2 separate regions of the Mus musculus genome follow, and region 2 is linked to region 1. Evidence: chromatin contacts called from public HiChIP or PLAC-seq data. All regions are on one chromosome and are shown on one strand. The core of a region is the stretch at or near the end of the contact, and the rest is flanking DNA. Distances in the headings are between cores, read along the strand shown. Region 1 holds the start of Dnajc17 (DnaJ heat shock protein family (Hsp40) member C17). Region 2 holds the start of Tyro3 (TYRO3 protein tyrosine kinase 3).

Region 1 (6,313 bases), core at 2,724-5,223:
CATAAACTGGGCTTGAACTCACAGAGATCCACCTGCCTGAGGTTCCTAAGAGCTAGGATTAAAGACTTACCCTACCACACTCAGCCCAGCTATTTTTTGAGACAAGGGCTCACTAGTCCTGAAGCTCACTGAGTTGGCTAGACTGGCTGGCCAGCACTGCTCCGGGAGCCTCCTGTCTCCGCCCCTCCCAGCACCAGGATCACAGGTGTGCACTGGCACACTTAGGTTTTATTTATGTCCTCATGCTTATGTGGTAAGCACTTTACCAATCAAGCCTGTGTGAATCTGAGTGTGGCTATCCACACAGAGCTTCTACCCAAGGAAGCCAGCCGCACATCCCCCACCTCCACCCCTGGAGCTAGCGTTCCTTGTGATTGTCAGCCACTCAACTTGGGTGAGGAGAATGAAGCTCAGGTCCGCTTTACCCTAACCACTGAATCAGCTCCCCCACCACACTTTGACCGAAATTTTAAATGGAGTTGTTTTGTGGCTTTTTGTTTTTTTATTTTGTTTTGCTTGCTTGTTTGTTACAACTTTTTACATGCAAAAACCATTCTGAGTGCATAGCCATTAAACAAGTAGTCACAGAGGGCTGAAAAAAATGAAGAGGATATAATGGCTCTTCCAGCGTCCATATCAGGTAGCTCATGACTGTAATTCCAGATCTCACTTACATGCACACGCGCGCGCGCACGCGCACACACACACACACACACACACATACACACACACACACTTTAAAATAATATAATAGGGACTAGACAGATGGCTTAGCAGTTAAGAAACCTTGCTGCTCTTGTAGAGGACCTGGATTCAATTCCCAGGACCCACATAGTGGTTCAAAACTATCTGTAACTCTAGTTCCAGGGAATCCACTCCTCTGGGCAATGAGGGCACCTGCATTCATGTGTACATACGCAGTCACACGTGCCTAATTAAAAACAATAAAACTAAAGCGAAAATAAAAATTTAAAATATAAAATAATTTGTTTGTTTTTAAGATTTATTTGTTTAATTTATGTGAGTACACTGTTGCTGTCTTCAGACACACCAGAAGAGGGCATCAGATCCCATTACAGATGGTTGTGAGCCACCATGTGGTTGCTGAGAATTGAATTCAGGACCTTTGGAAGAGCAGTCAGGGCTCTTAACCCCTGAGCCATCTCACCAGCCCCCAGATCTGCTTCTCAAGAGGTAGAAGCACAGAAAGTATTGAGGAATTAGGCAAATAACAATAGAACTAACCAGCGCGGCGGCATGGTGGCACATGCCTTTAATCCCAGCACTGGGGAGGCAAGTGGATTTCTGAGTCCGAGGCCAGCCTGATCTACAGAGTGAGTTCCAGGGCAGCCAGGGCTATACAGAGAAACCCTGTCTCAAAAACAACAACAACAACAACAACAACAACAACAAAGACTATAACAATAGAACTAACTGCAGACTGGTGTAAAGTGCTGTAAAGGAGGGAGTCAGCTGCTATGAAAGAGAGTGACAGGCAAAAAGACTAGGTTGGAGCTCAATAGGACATCTGCCTAGCAAAGTCCTAAGTTCATATCCCGCATAGGGGTTGAGGAGTAACAGACAAAACTTCACTGAGGGGGCCAACTAAACTGAGTTGGGTTCTTTTTAAAATATATGTCTAGGGCTGGTGAGATGGCTCAGTGGGTAAGAGCACCCGACTGCTCTTCCGAAGGTCCAGAGTTCAAATCCCAGCAACCACATGGTGGCTCACAACCATCCGTAATGAGATCTGACTCCCTCTTCTGGAGTGTCTGAAGACAGCTACAGTGTACTTACATATAATCAATAAATAAATCTTAAAAAAAAAAAAATAAAATAAAATAAAATAAAATATATGTCTAAGTGTATGTGGGAGTATGTATGCACATGAGTGCAGATGTCTGCAGAGGCTATTGACTACAGATGCCCCAAACTCATATCCTCTGGAAGAGTATGCTAAGTATTGTGAGCCTTTTTAACTGCAAAGACATCTCTCCAACCACCCCATCCCCCTCGTTGTTTATATATATATATATATATATATTTTTTTTTTTTTCCCGGAGCTGAGGACCGAACCCAGGGCCTTGGGCTTGCTAGGCAAGCGCTCTACCACTGAACTAAATCCCCAACCCCGTTTATATTTTTTAAGTAGGGTCTCTGTGCTGTTTTTTTGTCTGAGACACACACACACACAATAATAGAAAGAGGAGGAGGTGGTGGAGGAAGAAGAGGAGGAGAAGGAGGAAGAAGCAGCAGGTGGTGGTGGTGAGGATTATGATTTGGGGTTGGAGAGCTGGCCCAGTCTGTAATGTGCCTGTTCTGTAAGCAGAGGATTTGAATTTGGATCCTAAGCATTCAGGTAAAAAGCCTGGATCCCAAAAGCAGGGCACGGGGCATCCTAACATTTGGGAGGCAGATTTATCGCTGTGAGTTCGGAAAAACTAGCCTGATCTACATAGAAAGTTCCAAGACAGCCAGGGCTACATCAACTTTTCTTCGAGAGAGAGAGAGAGAGAGAGAGAGAGAGAGAGAGAGAGAGAGAGAGAGAGAGAGAGAGAGAGAGAGAGAGAGCGAGAGAGAGAGCCGGGCATTGGTGGCGCACACCTTTAATCCCAGCACTTGGGAGGCAGAGGCAGGTGGATTTCTGAGTTCCAGGTCAGCCTGGTCTACAGAGTGAGTTCCAGGACAGCCAGGGCTGCAAAGAGAAAGCCTGTGCTTTACGAGTATTTATTTCTACATCCATTTTTGACTTCAGCCAAATCTTCAGGAAGCTTTCTGAGCAGGATGACCACAACTTTACTGAAGAATCCAATCACCCTGATTTTCTGCCCCAGAGCACTCTTTCTGACACTCAAGCATTGGACAAGCAGTCCAGAAGTATAAGAGCATTGATAAGATCTCTTGCTGGGCGGTGGTGGTGCATGCCTTTAATCCCAGTACTGGGGAGGCAGAGGCAGGCGGATTTCTGAGTTCGAGGCCAGCCTGGTCTATAAAGTGAGTTCCAGGACTGCCAGGGCTATACAGAGAAACCCTGTCTCGAAAAAATAAATAAATAAAAAGGATCTCTTCCCCCCCCCCACCTTAAACACGTTAAGACAGCTGACCTTAAACTCCACAAGAAACTGAAGTTGACCTTAAATTCCTGATTCTCCTCCCTCCAGCGCCCAAGTGCATTACAGGCTTGGATCACTATGCCCAGCCCGGTGGGCATTACTTTTTATCCAATGAACTCCCCTGCGTGTACTGTCACTATTGCCACCACAATCTAAGAGTAAATAACAGAAACCTTAAGTACAGCACTTGAGATAAGTGGACCCCCACACCACCTGCTTTAACCTTCTGATCCTCTTGTTTAACCCGCTAAGCAGCACGCACTGACAACATTGGAACATCTGATACTTAAAAAGAGGAAAAGAAAACTGAGGCCTCTAGGTTCTAGGCCTCAACGTCAAATCCAGAAAAAGAAGAGGGGCTGAGGGGAGGAGTTAGAGCCTAGAGACTTTTCTTCCTAGGATCCCCCTGAAGTTAAAACAGACTAAAACCAAACACCTCCAGACAGACAGGTAAAACGTTCAGCGTACAAACTGATGCTGCGCAGGCGCAAAAAAGCAGGCCTGGGCTCTCAGGTTCAACCGGCCTCCAAACAGTGTGGCAGAAGGGACAGCACGGTCACACAGTTCAGAGTTCTCAATGCCTCCCTCCCTAACCCAGTCCTCAAGCCTTTCAGGAAGTGCCCGGAGGCCCCCTTTTTAGTCATTGGCCGTCCCTCGCTCCGGGTCCAGGATAGGGCGGAGCATAGAAAGCCGGAGCCAGGCGCGCGCCCTGACGCGAGGACCGAAGAACTGCTTTGCCTATCAAGTTCTCACCTCTTTGTCTGCCGCCTTCTCCTCAATGCCGAGCAGCGCGTACAGATCCATTTGTAAGAGCTCTTTGGTCACCGCCATGGTTCTAGTCCAAACTTGAATTGATACTACAACTCCCAGGAGTCTGAGCGTGTGCGTGGGCGCGGGGCTTACTCGCTCCGAGCCGGCCCAAAAGCGCGCTAAGCCTCCTGGGATGATGCCTTCCGATTCTCGTCTGACTGGCTGTGGAGGAGCGCGCTGCGGAGAATGAACTACGACTCCCAGCATGCCCCACTCCGCTGCCGCCCCGCCTTGGTGAGTGCAAAGTCAGAATTCTCCGCGCTGGGCCGCCCCTGGACAGCGCCGATGGGCGTGTGGGACTGGGCTGCACAACCTGAGGGTCTGAGAGGCCTACCCTGCGCTGGTGAGAGGCTAACCTACCAATTCTGCAGCGCCGAGAACTGCTATGGAGAGCAGGTGCTACGGCTGTGCTGTCAAGTTCACCCTCTTCAAGAAGGAGGCGAGTGTACTCCCAGAAAGCCGAAGGGCCAAGGGAGGACGCGGGGCGAAGGGAAGGGAGTTGCAGGCTAAAGACCGTTTGACGGCTTCTTTTCAGTTGTGTGGTTTTGATGAAGTAACCCGGTTAACCTCTCTGTAAAGTGGGTCGGATGCCCACCCGTTTCCGGGTTAAGATGATGGTCTGATGAGGTTCAGTGAGGTAAAAGCACTTCCTGCAAATCCCGATGACCTTAGTTCGAACCCCAGGACCCACATGGTGGAAGGAGAGAACTCCTGAAAGTTATTCTCTGATCTCCACACACATGCCATGATATGCATATGTCTGCACGCATACACTCACAAAGAAATAATGTAAATTAAGAAAATGTAAAGTAGCTTCGGTGAGGTGCTGTAGCTGAAAAGACCCTAGAAATTGTAAAGTTTCCAAAAGCTACACTTTTTTTTTAAATCTCCACCTACATTCTATCCACTCCCCTTCTCTCCATCTCTGTCTTTAAAGTCATCCCATGCATGCCGGTTGCTCTCTGTTCTGAAACCTGCCCCGTCCACAGCTTGCCCTTTTCTCCCCAGGGCACAATGAAAAAGCCTTCTTCTCAACCACATTCCCCTTGTGAGCTGCAAGGGAAGTAAATGGGACGAATTCATGGTGTATAGGATTGGAGCACTTACATATCAATTTTGGTGTCAGAGTTCAAATTTCAGCTGCCCTGTCTTATTCAAAGAATGATCTAATTGAACGGTCATGTAATTTCACTGGCCCCTGTTAAAATAGAGATAATACTGGTGGGCATCAGGATCAAATATGATGACGTATGTAAGTGATGATGGTTATAACAAATGATGAATTTTAAGGTGCAGGCTTAGTGCCTGGCACACACTAAGTACTTAATAATTGAAGCTATTGTTACAACCCTATCCTGAGGCGAACCTCCCACCATCTCTACCAGAACAGAGAAAGCACGGGATCTGCACCCAACTCTGATTCTTTTTGTTGACAAGCCAGGGACCTGACACACTGGGCCTTGTTTGTCTTTGCACTACACCCCCATGGTAAGAAATTGAAAATGGTAGAAAGCATGTGAATTTTGCCTGAAGTTTTATCTAATTTGAATAAGACTCCGGAAACAAGGAATTGCTGAACCCATCTCGGCCAGAACCCTAGGGATACCACTCTTCCTCCTTCCTTCAAAATCTGGTCACAACTTCACTTCCTTCTTTCTGTGAGTGCTTAGAGGGTCTCAGAGAAGAGCCATCGGGGCTGGGTGAGACATGCTTCCTCCTGCTTCCTGTTTCTTATAGTATGGCTGTAAGAATTGTGGCCGAGCCTTCTGTAACGGCTGTCTTAGCTTCAGCGCTCTGGTACCCCGGGCTGGCAACACACAACAGAAAGTCTGCAAGCAGTGCCACACAATCCTGACCAGGTGAGAGATGGGCTCTGACAAGGGTTCAGACAGACATGACAATAAGCATCTGGTCAGGCCTTGTGGCCTTGTGCGCCCTGGCCAGAGGTCTGCCTGGGAAGTATTTGGGGTAGAAATTACCAATGGGAAGGAGGGCAGGACTTCTGACACCATTGTCCTCTGATGTCCTTTCTCCAGAGGGTCTTCTGACAATGCTTCCAAGTGGTCACCACCTCAGAACTATAAGAAGTAAGTGCTGAGAAGAAGACAAGTGGGGCTGGGAAGAAACAAGGACACCACTACCACATCTCTCCTTCCAGTCTCCAGAGCAAATGGGTGCAGGGCAGAGAGAATGCCCACCTCCAGGCTCCTGGCTTCCCTCTTGGATCCTGAAAGCTGCTCATTAACCAGTTATCAGAAAAGGCATTTGGGAGCTCCTTCCCTGTCAGGCATACCCTCCTGCTGGTCATCTGGGTTAGGCTGTGGTACCACATGAATAGAGGCCACAGAAGATGGCCTGTAGAGGCCCAGATTGATTTGAATGGGTGCCAT
Region 2 (6,313 bases), core at 1,839-4,338, 590 kb after region 1:
ATTATTTGAGGCTTCCCCCAAGGTTGTTAGGGAACGTCTAGTCGCCTTTGGGAATATACCTTTCTGCTTCATTTTCTGTGGGGCAAGGAGTGGCATGATCTCCTGCTTAGCATTTGGTAGGCATAGCAACAGTTTCTAGCACACTTGAAGTTCAACTATAGGCATTATTTTCCCTATGAAGCCCCCAAAGCAACAACATTTGCCTATAAGAAGATAAGGACCATAGTCTATGATCTTCCTCACCCCTTGAGTGGGACCTGCCAACCCTCATGAGCCAGTGGTTTGGGGAAGAACGGGTACTTGGGTCAGGGTGTCGTGCCCCATAGCTCACCTTGCTTCCTCTTCCTTGTGGGGAGAGCGGCCTCAAATCTAAAGAAGCTGAAATAGCTGTTTCTTGGGATGCTGGAAATGGCATCAGGTGTCCTGCTTCTGTGAGCAGTCATGTGTGTAAGGGTGTTGTCTGCACATATGTGTGTCATGTCATGTGTGTGCCTGGTGCCTGACGAGGTCAGATGTGGATGTTAGATCCCCTGAAACTAGAGTTATAGATTGTTGTGAACTATCACGTGGGATCTGGAAATCAAAGGAGGGAGTCTACTGCAAGAGCAACAGTGCACCTAACCATTGAGCCATTTCTCTAGTCCCAATTTTTACCATTTAACAGAGTAAGGAGATGCTATGGTCTAACTTTGACCTGTCCACAATATGAGTCTGCCACTAGCCCCTCCTTTCACAGCATGTCTTTAGCCATACAATAGCATGTTCCTCCCCTGAGATAGATAGAGCTGGCTCTGGTTCCGTCTGGAGGACAGGAACTCCAGGGACAGCTGCTTCTCTGTTAGGTCAGCTAACATTTCCTGCTGATCTGATTACCTTCCCTCCAAGCAATGCATTTACAGAAGGAAGGGAACTTTTGCAGGCATGCATTTGCACAGGCAGCCATCCTCCTCCAGTCACACACACACACAGACATACACACAAGAACACACTTTCTTCCCATCCACCCACAGAGCGTCAGTCACATTTAGAATTTGCACAAATGCACACCCTCCCTCATACATCACAATGCACACCCTCTCACCCACCTACACATCTCTTCCACAAAAATCACACCTGCTCACATACCCTAGAAGCACATTCCTATGCTATGCCGAGAGAGGAGAGAGGAGAGAGGAGAGAGAGAGAGAGAGAGAGAGAGAGAGAGAGAGAGAGAGAGAGAGAGAGGCGCTGAGTGGGTTTAAGAACTAAGAAACGAACCACTCCTGTATAGCAGATAAAAAGGCAAGGCAGATCAGCACCCCACAGGTTTCTGCCTGCCACTTTGGCCCTGTAAGTAGAAATACTGAGAGCCAGGGCGGATACTGAAATGAAATTAGGAAGATAACATGGAACCAGGATGTCCTTCGGGGAAAGTGAGGTGGGATTTCCCTTCAGGGAAAGCAGACATATTTTCTAGCAGGATGGTGATGTGTCTCAGGCTTAGTTAGAATGCGGAAAGCCACCTCCATGACTTGCCTAAGGAGCCAGTTTAACTGATAACAAAGTATAAACCCTTGGGCTAGAATTCCATATCAGCTCAGGAGTGAAGAACAGGAAGTAGAAGCTGTGTTTGGTCTCTAGATTGAACATCTTCCGGGAATACTCTGTGCCAGGTTAATTGAAATAAAGAGAAGGGTCCCCTTTACTGGAGACAGCGTAGAACAGTTCTGGCTTCCGTTCCAGACTGTCTGACACTCAAAATTCCAAAGCTCTGGAAAAGAGCAAGCTTGTGTGCTTTTCTTTTCTTTTTTCCCCCTTCAGGAAAGCGTCCTGGAGCCATCCTAGAGTTCCCAAGAAAATTGGCAGAGCGCTCAGCAGGAAGTCAGGCCCCTCCGATCCAACTGTTGACCAGACTTGCCAAGAGTCTTCCTATCCTGCCGCCTGGGGGCGCCCCCAGCTGGGTCTGCGGCTGCCGCCAGCACTGCTGTTATCATTAAGATAATTAATAAACAAGCACTGGTGGGCCAAGTGGAGGAAGAGGGAGGCTCCTGCTGCTCAGGAGAATCCCTGGAAAGATCCAGTGAGTATGGGACGTCTCACTGGCTAGTTCTTTCTCCCCATCCAGGACCCCTGGAAAGCGCCTGTTGTGGGTTGTCCTCCAGGGGCCAAGAAGAGGTGAGGACAAGAGGAGGACTTGGCAGGTGCGATTTGGAACCAGCTCTGCATCTTCCTGACAGGATGTCTGTGGGCAGGCCACCTCCAGTGATTACTGGTTGTGGAGCAGGCAATTATTCATTCTTTTAACAAGGATCTGCCTATTTATTTATGGAGTGCCTACTGTGCGCAAGGTGGTCTACTAATAATAGCAGATGTTTCACTAGCTAGTATGAAGACAATGCCAATGTTCACACTATGTCCCAGAAGTGGAGGGGTGGAAAGAGGAAGCAAGAAAGAAGAATGATACCCTCGAAAATCACGGTGATTTTGCTTTGGCCTTCGTAGGCTAGCAGTGGGGATGGACACCTAAGAATTACGAAACAGATCTTGGAAAACTCTAGATGGACGACAAACTGGAAAACACTCTGGGAAGATGGGCTGGGGAGAATGGTCTTTCGATAGGAGAATACTTGGCGATTAAAGGTAGGCTACAAAGATCGAAAAAGAAAAAAAAAACTGGGTGAAAAGCTCAAGCAAAGAGGTACAGGGATGCTAGTAGTTTCTCGGGGAGCTGTTCCAGCCGTCTTGGGGACACCTGAGGGTTGCTGTGTCTAGTAGGTGCTTTGTGTTCTGAGAGGGCTGTGTCGGAGTCTGAGGTCAGGATTTAGAACAGTGTTGGGGTGTGGCAGGAGCTTCCAAGAGGGGTTCTGAGGAGAGGATGGGGTGCCCCGCTGGAGACTGGAAAGTATTTGGGGAAGGAGGGGCGTGGCCGGGTGCCTGTCCAGGGAGCGAGGCAGGTCCTCCGCAGCGGCAGCGGAGTGGCCAGGGCGCGGGTCCCGCTGCGCCTTCTGGAGGTGGGCGGGAGGTCGGGCGGTAAGGGCTGAGGTTAGCGCTCGGCTCTCGCCACCGGGGCTGCGCGGGGGAGGGGGAGGGCGGCACGAGCTCCGCGGAGGGCGGGCGGGCGGGCCGGGAGGAGGCGGCGGCTCGCAGAAGAACATGAATCAGCGGCGGCGGCGGCGGCGGCTGTGGAAGGAGCGCGGTGGCCCAGCCGCAGCCCCGGGGACTCCTCGCTGCTGACGGCGGTGGCCGCGGCTCTAGGCGGCCGCGGGTCCGGGACGCCCGGGCCGAGCGCCGCCCCCCGCCCCTCCCGCGGGCCTCCCGCCCCTCCTCCGCCACCCTCCTCTCTGCGCTCGCGGGCCGGGCCCGGCATGGTGCGGCGTCGCCGCCGATGGCGCTGAGGCGGAGCATGGGGTGGCCGGGGCTCCGGCCGCTGCTGCTGGCGGGACTGGCTTCTCTGCTGCTCCCCGGGTCTGCGGCCGCAGGTAGGGGTGGCCCGGGAGGCGGCGGGAAGCGGGGGGCTGCTGAGCCGCACGACTGAGGGGCGCAGCCCGGGGACGGCAGCGGGCGAGACCCGGGCCTGGGCCGGCCAGAGGTTGGGGTCGGTGGCCGGGGCTGGAAGGCCGAGACTAGGACGCAGCGGGTGTTGGCTGCCAGACCTCCGGCCGCGGCCCCCGCCCCCAACTTTCTCGCGCCCGGGGCTGGCTGGGTGCAAAGGAAGGGAGTGGGGGGTGTGGGCAGTCGGGGGTGCTTAGGACTGTATTTTCCCGCCTCTATGTTCCTAGTAGTCTGCTCCCTTTTCCCCAGTCCTAAGGACCCATTCTGCCTTCCGCACACCCCCGAGGTCCCACTTTGAAACTACAGGATCTGGGTTTGAGCACCCAGGGTTGTGAAGGTGCTGGATTCTAAAATACCTCTGCCCGTACTCTAGTTCCTGTGGCCCTTGGCGCTCCCGGAAACCCGAATGTTGAGTAGCTTGGGTTGGGTGAAGGTTACTGCTTCTTGTGAAGATTAGCTTTACGTTGCCACACAGCCACAGAGGCATTTCCCCGAGGCAGGAGGGCAGCACCTTTGCCTTCAAGTTCACACGCACACATCAGGGTGCAGAGGGGTGTGAAGCTATGTCTCCTTGTCCTGTGAGGGTGAGTGGGAAGGGTAGAGAGACAGGCGCCCCCCCCCTCCCCCGGCAGCAGCCATCCAACAAGCATTTCTTAAAAACTGAGTTCTTTGCCACATTAGCCTTGAAAGGAAAGGAAGCTAAAGAGTGGAAAGTATATGCAGGCTCCGAGGTGCGTATCAGATGCTCAGAGAGCCCAGGAATTTACCTAGGGTTACACAGTAAGGAGCAGAAAGAACAGGTCTGGATTTCCTTTATGCAGATTCTTCACCTGCCCATCTGTTTAATACATGCCAGGAGGGTGTGTGTGTGTGGGCGTGTGTTTGTGTGTGTCTACCCTTGCCTGAAGAGGGTAAGATTTTAATAAGTGGGCCCTGTTGATGCCACAGTAGCTCCGGGGTCTTGGGGCTTCTGCTTAGGGCCCCACCCCTCCCTTCTGCCTCCCGTCTTCCTAGCACCCGCCCCAGCACACATTCAGGTATTAATAGAGCAGGCGGCTGCCAGGAAGGCTGCCATGTGTTTGATCTGACGTGGTTTTGTAGCCATATGTTCTCCACTTCAGGGGAGCATTCCCTCCTTCCCTCTTCTCAACCTCCCTTCGTTTTACAGGGTGGAGTCAGGGATACTAGCAGCAGTTCGTGGGCTTGACTGACACCCTGGGCAGAGAGCTGGCAGCCTGTTGCACTGGTTGGGTAGAGCAGTCATGCCCAGGACAGTGCCTGCTCAGGGAGGTTCAGCTAGGTTTGCCTTCTGGTGATTGGGCAATAGGGAGGGAGCTATGGGGAAGAAGTCTTTGGTGCTAAGGGAACTGAGTGATACCAGAAAACTAGAAGTCTTGTCATACCCAGTCTCACAGCCTGGGTTCAGGCTACCATCCTTCCAACAGAATCCTGCCTCTTGCTTCCTTGGTGCTGTCTGAGAGTGAATCTTCTAGCATAGACAACTGTTTTTCAGAAGAGAATGAAGGGGGGATGTTCCCAGAAATGAGGGCTATTTCAGTCGTACTGACACATCCCCTTTCCCATCCTGCAGGCCTGAAGCTCATGGGCGCCCCAGTGAAGATGACCGTGTCTCAGGGGCAGCCAGTGAAGCTCAACTGCAGCGTGGAGGGGATGGAGGACCCTGACATCCACTGGATGAAGGATGGCACCGTGGTCCAGAATGCAAGCCAGGTGTCCATCTCCATCAGCGAGCACAGCTGGATTGGCTTACTCAGGTGCAGGAGTGCGGGGAGGGAGCGGGAGGACTGGCCTGTGCCTGAGGCTTTGCTCATGTCTAGAGGTCTGTGGTCTTAAAATTTGGCAAACTGTGGAACCCTCTAGAAAATGACCATGTTAAACCCATTAAGTCTGCTCAGTGGAGTTGCCCCTCTTTTTTGTTTTTGTTTTTTCAGACAGGGTTTCACTATGTAGCATTGGTTGGCTTCTAGCTCACCCTTTCTTTGTGTAGATAAGTCTAGTCTCAAACTCACAGTCCATTTGTCTCAGCCTCAAGGGTGCTGGGATTAAAGGATCCGGCCCTCTTTTGTTTTTGTTTTGTTTGTTTGTTTGTTTGTTTGCTTTGGTTTTGGTTTTTCGAGACAGGGTTTCTCTGTATAGCCCTGGCTGTCCTGGAACTCACTCTGTAGACCAGGCTGTCCTCGAACTCAGAAATCCACCTGCCTCTGCCTCCCAAGTGCTGGAATTAAAGGCGTGCGCCACCACGCCTGGCTAGGATCTGGCTCTCTTGACTCTGAAAAGTAAGCTGCTATCCTGTTTTCACAGCCTAAAGTCAGTGGAACGGTCTGATGCTGGCCTGTACTGGTGCCAGGTGAAGGATGGGGAGGAAACCAAGATTTCTCAGTCAGTATGGCTCACTGTCGAAGGTGAGGAGGCAGTACTAGCTATATGGGCCATTGGGCTTGGAGCTAAGACCTATAACTCTGCAGAAGAGAACTTAATGTAAGCTGGACTGCCCTACTGCCTTCTGTGGCCTAGGCCAGTGGCTCTCAACCTTCTTAATGCTGCAACCCTTCAATACAGTTCGTGTTGTGGTGACCCCCAACCATAAAATTATTTTTGCTGCTACTTCATAACTGTAAGTTTGCTATCATTATGAGCTGTAATACAAATATTTTTGGAGATAGAAGTTTGCCAAAGGGGTTGAGAACCACGTCGACAGGCACATCCAGACCTCAGGGACCCTACCTGCTGGAGTCCGGATGTTTAAGAACCACGGAGGCCA

What was found. HiChIP or PLAC-seq counts read pairs in DNA pulled down with a chosen protein or histone mark.
Region 2: an H3K27ac HiChIP or PLAC-seq map of microglia shows a contact between it and region 1, with 5 times the contacts expected there. The contact joins the promoter of Tyro3 here to the promoter of Dnajc17 in region 1. A contact is called at or near these places in 2 of 39 promoter capture datasets (both in liver) and 1 of 115 datasets of contacts at active chromatin or transcription factors (microglia).

The regions. Positions count from the first base shown.
Region 1 is chr2:119,204,822-119,211,134 of GRCm38.p6, forward strand. It overlaps Dnajc17 (DnaJ heat shock protein family (Hsp40) member C17), which reads right to left and starts at 3,974. Exons shown (of 11, transcript NM_139139.2): 1 at 3,867-3,974. The coding sequence starts at 3,944. Zfyve19 (zinc finger, FYVE domain containing 19) reads left to right here and starts at 3,899. Exons shown (of 11, transcript NM_028054.3): 1 at 3,899-4,362; 2 at 5,661-5,782; 3 at 5,960-6,010. The coding sequence starts at 4,309.
Region 2 is chr2:119,796,426-119,802,738 of GRCm38.p6, forward strand. Tyro3 (TYRO3 protein tyrosine kinase 3) reads left to right here and starts at 3,089. Exons shown (of 19, transcript NM_019392.2): 1 at 3,089-3,458; 2 at 5,123-5,306; 3 at 5,854-5,954. The coding sequence starts at 3,365.